Regions from separate parts of the Danio rerio genome. Here region 1 is linked to region 2. A link is a contact called in public Micro-C data. All regions are on one chromosome and are shown on one strand. The core of a region is the stretch at or near the end of the contact, and the rest is flanking DNA. Distances in the headings are between cores, read along the strand shown. Region 1 holds the start of zc3h18 (zinc finger CCCH-type containing 18). Region 2 holds the start of tango6 (transport and golgi organization 6 homolog (Drosophila)).

Region 1 (2,700 bases), core at 10-2,509, 70 kb after region 2:
TGTTATTTTTTTAGCACATTATTGTTTTTCATTTACAAAATGCTACCAACTCTAAAATTTTAGTAAAATGTCTAATTTAAATATAAATTAATACATTATGTGATGAGTTCATATTCAAAGAAGAAGTATTTTCTATTTTTAGCTTAAAAGTAGTGCAATTTGTTATAATAATAAAAAAAACTAAATATTGCATTCAATGGCTCCCTCTACTGTTACAACCTGGCTATACAATACAAGCAAAAAACCCTCATGCACAAACTTCCACAAATGCTGTCTGGTTGCATCAAAACCAAAATAATATTAATAAAACAAAAAAACAATATTAATCTGCAAAGTCACAAATGATTTCAGTATACTTACATCTATCTCTCCCTCATCGATCTCTCCATCATCCTCTTCTTTCTTTTTATCACGGAACGAATCTCTCCTCCCTCCTTCCCTCGAGTCCTCAGATTTTCTCAGGGGTGTGTCTCTGTTATCCGGAGGCAGAATGGGTTTCCTTTCCTTCCTCTTGCGCCTCTTTTCCTCCTCTTCGTCCTCCTCCTCTTCATCTTCTCCATCCTCCCCTACAGCAGGCTTCTCTGGCTCGTCTTCCTCAGGAGCAGCAGCGCTCGGCTCCTCTGGAACCTCTTCATCATAATCCAGCTCGTGTTCATCCAGATCTCTGGACACAGAAGACTCATCCTTCAGATCGCTCACAACCATCGCCGCTCTCCTCCGCCGCCTTCTCTCCTCTTCCTCATCCTCCTCTTCCTCAAGCTCTGCCTGGCCAAGGCCGGATTTGGTTGTCGTCTCATCTTCTTCCTCCTCCTCATCATCATCTCCTCGCTCTTCCTCTGCTGGAGTAAATGGTCGCTCATGTTCTGCCGCTGGCGAAACAGGATCTGGAGATCTTGGCGTCTCTAGGATTTCCTCCTCAGGAGACTTGATAGCCTTCTGCGCGATTTCTTGAACCCTCAAAGCACCCTCTTGTTGGTGGATGTCTTCTCTCTCCTCCCGGTCCAACTTGTAATCTTCCACATCCGAAAGCTCCTCTGGATCTTCTCGGCCAGCAGGCTGCCTGTCTCTGTCCTCAGAGTCTGAGTCTCCTCCATGCTCCGGGACTTCATTTTCATCGTCATTCAAGAGCTCACTGTCTGATACTCCCTTGTCTGCTTCTGCTGGGGACTCAGGCGACTCCAGCAGCTCATTGTCAGAGAGACCCTTCTCCTCCTCCTCGGGAGACTGCGGGGACTGGGTCGGGCTCTCAGGTGTATCCATTAGCAAGAACTCTGAAAAGGATATTCAACAACAGACAGAGTTTGTTTGTTTTAAAAATAAAAAAAGATGAAAAACATGTAACATTTAAAACAGTTTAACTTTGTCACTCACAAAAAATCATAATAAAAAATACATACTAAAATTAGGAATAACAAAATGTTTAATTAAATTAAAAACGAGTCACTGTTAAACAGCTAACATTATTTATAATCAAAAACAATTACAAATATTTATTTTTGATCAAATATTAAAAAGCTTCAAGGTAGCATTAAAATATATTTAAGAAAAACACAAAATATTAAGATACAAAACAATTTTGGTTAATATCTTAGATACTAAACTGACAGTTAAAATACTAATTTGCAGCATAAATAATACCTACTGTTGCACATGTGTAAAACAAATCTAAACAACACAGTGAAATGTCTCTTAACTTCATTTAGTAAATATTTTTTTATATTGTCTAGTAGTTCTTCTAATTGTTATATATATATATATAGTGCTCAGCATAAGGTACAGCCCATTTTGAAAATTAATATTTTCAACCATTTCTCAGTGAATTTAGGCAATTTATTTTGGTGCATTTGAACAAAACAGATTTATTCAACAGATAATTTAATAAAATAATATTTTAGTTACCAAACATATTTAGAAATTGAAAGAGAATACAATAAATCCATGCTAAATATTGCAAAAACACTTTACAACTAAATTAAAAACAAATTTTTTTTGCACAACCAACACACACACTTAAAAATTAAAGCTATTTTATTATATTTAAAGTAGGGCTGCATGATATGGAAAAAATCTGAAATTTGACATTTTCAATTATCTGTCATATATATTGCGATATTCATATAATTTCAGCAGATGACTTGAATACCACTTTATGGAATTAAATCATTCATTTAGATTTATTGGGTTAATCTTGTGGCAGAGTGAATCAAACAAATTGCAAGCATAAATAAGATAAGATTTTGTAAAGACAAAAGTGAAATATGCAGATTTCCAGAGAATCAAACAGTAGTCAAATATTCAGGTACAGTAATTAAATTATTAAATGCAATGTAAAATAATACAAGTCTTTATTGCTGATCAATCATAATCCCAAATTATTGCAGATACTGCGATGTGACAACTGCAAATGCACACAATGCGATATTGATGCTGAAATGATATATTGAGCAGCCCTAATCTAAAAGAAACCAAACATATATTTTGAATATGTATTTACATATAATGCACTAATATTAGTTTATCATTTTTAAAAACAACTAAGTTCATTATCAAAAATGACATTAAGCTTACACTAATATCAAAATCAATAACAAAAATAAGGGAGTCGAAGCTTAAATACTCTGTAGGGTTGACATGACACTAAACAAAGCACTAAAACATATATTTCTATTGTTAACATTTAGAAACTAAGAAAAAAATTTA
Region 2 (2,700 bases), core at 58-2,557:
CCGGGAGCCAAATATGGGCAGAGACCCAGAGTGACCACAAACTGCAGCACAGCACCCAGTGTCTTCTGCTGGGCCACACTGAGAACATCTGGGGGGAGTGGAGGAGCTGCTTCAGGGGTTGCCAGATTTGGTGCCGCAGGATGTTTGTGAAAGGCATCCAGGAGGCGCTTCAGGTGTCGAGCCAGGCAAAGCAGCAAGAGAAGACATTCCTGGACAAAGCTCCATGTTATGTCCTCAGTGTCCCTGCAGAACCATGTGACGACTCTTCTGACCTCTTCCAGAAGAGGACGGACTTCTGTCAGATCTTTCGCCTCTGAAATTTGCTCCTGAAGCTCAGACAGGTTCCTCTGGAGGGCTGAAAGCAGCGCTGCTTCTGTGGTTTGACCATCGCTCAACTGCCCATCTAGAATGTGTGCCAGAACATTTTAAATGTATATTGGATTTCAAAATTTGTCATTAGTAGGTACTTGTTTTAAATAAAATGTTCATTTGAGTTTCGTAACGTGTCTTCTAAATTTCAATAACATTATTATCATTTAGAGCAATTACTTAAAAAAACAGTAATAGATCAATATAATATATTTCATGTTTATACACACACACACACACACACACACACACACACACACACACATACATACATATATATATATATATATATATATATATATATATATATATATATATATATATATAGTATAAATAATAACATTCATATTGGTGCTCTTCAAGACACGTAATCAGTAGTCTAAATAATGAACACAGCTTAAAGTTTTACTCAGAACAGGATCTTTTTTCCCGACATGTATGTAAGAAATTTATAAAACCTAAATTTTACACAAACCTCCACAAATAATATATTTAGCTAACGTTAAATGGCTGTCGCTATTTATTATTGAATGTGTGGGAAAACAAACACTGAAAGTGATTAGCTAGTCTTGTTAATATGTCAGTAACTTTACATGACAAAGGGTTAAAAATGTTATTTATACTATTATTCTTTTCGCTTTACGAAAAGAATAATAGAATAATAGTATAAAAATTGTTCAAACAATATAAGGGCGAGTTAATAATGACAGTTTGGAACTGTTATCTGATAGATTCTTTAAGACTGTAACGTTAAAGTACTGGTTGAAATTAACGTTAGCCAACGAATAATGAAAACAGAGAACGTGTTCTGAACAGGATTTGTCCGCTGTTGTAATGTTTTTCTTACCTCGAATAGGTTTCGTTAATATACTGAGAGACTTTATTAATGCTGTGGTCATCTTGCTCCTCACCGCAATGTGTTGCTTGTAAGACTGTCGCAAAGCTTCAACGTAACTACGGTTGAAATTAAATATTTTCATAATAAAAGTCCTACAATCTCAAACGCAGCAGGTTTATGTAAAAAAGAAAACAAATACTTTAAAATATAACTGTAGGCCTACTCTAAAAATATAAGTGATCACAGTTAAGTGTAGTTGTGTGAAGGATAGTGTAATGTGGTGTGAATAATACAAACTGTTTAAACAATGTATAACAACTAATAAGTATTTTGAGGATGAGTGACAAGGGTTTTTGGTAAAATTGTCTTTTTATTGTCAGTTTATAGTGACTTTTTTATTTTAAAAAATCAATAAACAAGCCATAAAATCAGAAAAATCTTAAAAAAACAAAACAAAAACAAAGCTGCTTTCCTCTCTAATTGCTTGTATTTGACTTATTAATAAATTTGTGAACCCACAAAAAGCAGAATAAATACTGCAATTTTTAAAAATAATCATTCTCATTTTATGGTAATTATGATAATACAGAATTGTTATACTTTTCACATGCATGTCAACAACAAACTTTAAATGATAATTTATGAATGAATAGTATTAATTATTAATCCTCCTGAGTGAAATATGATCCAGAAACCTTGACAGTTTACCCATTTATAAATCTAGATAAAGATGAATGAACCCATCACTGATATACAAGCATAGACTTTATTCAGTTTGTTTTACAACATAATACCATTTGGACAAACTACAAAAACAAAGCATTCTGAATCTAATACATTCGATTGTTATCATTGAAACATGAACTTAATATAACTATTCTTGTCATTGACAAGATTAATATTTCACGCCCAATAAGAAAGAAAGTTGAGCGCAGATCAAAAGTTCACATATTTGCAAACCTTACATAAAAGTTCAATAAATAGTAAATAAGTTATTAATATATAAATAAATAAAGCCTAAATAAAGTAGTGTTTTACTATATTACAAGCAAATCTTTCTTGAAAGAGTGTTGGTTTATAAACTTTGAAATAAATCATGTGACACATGCAACCTTTAAGCTTACGAATGTAAGCATATCAAATAATGTAAGTACCTTATAAAATTGTATTTTAAAACAAACACTACTCGGTACATGAGACACGTCTCTACAGATTGGGTCTTAATTTGTCCTCGGTTATTGTTTAGGCACTGCACAGGTACAGGCCACAGGCACTTGCACATGTTCAAATGTGAAGGAGTATTTATCCGGGTCAGACGGGCATGGGTGCTTCTTCAGGAATACATGAGTTTTGAACACAGGCACAGAGTTGTAGGATCTGTTTAACTCCCCGTTAATGATGCAGCCATCACACAAACACTGCGCTTCCTCATATTTTGAGGGGTACATGTCTGGGTTTTCCACAGTTCTGAAGAATACAAGAGATATACAAAT

What was found. Hi-C and Micro-C count contacts between places; a contact is called where the count stands out from the background.
Region 1: a contact with region 2 is called in a Micro-C map of caudal fin, with 5 times the contacts expected there. The contact joins the promoter of zc3h18 here to the promoter of tango6 in region 2. A contact is called at or near these places in 2 of 18 Hi-C or Micro-C datasets (caudal fin and hematopoietic stem cells) and 1 of 4 datasets of contacts at active chromatin or transcription factors (caudal fin).

What each region holds. Positions count from the first base shown.
Region 1 is chr18:18,528,160-18,530,859 of GRCz12tu, forward strand. zc3h18 (zinc finger CCCH-type containing 18) reads right to left here and starts at 1,260. Exons shown (of 17, transcript NM_001044339.2): 1 at 361-1,260. The coding sequence starts at 1,260.
Region 2 is chr18:18,458,062-18,460,761 of GRCz12tu, forward strand. It overlaps tango6 (transport and golgi organization 6 homolog (Drosophila)), which reads right to left and starts at 1,308. Exons shown (of 18, transcript XR_012394012.1): 1 at 1,217-1,308; 2 at 1-403. il17c (interleukin 17c) reads right to left here. Exons shown (of 2, transcript NM_001020788.1): 2 at 2,443-2,695. The coding sequence ends at 2,443.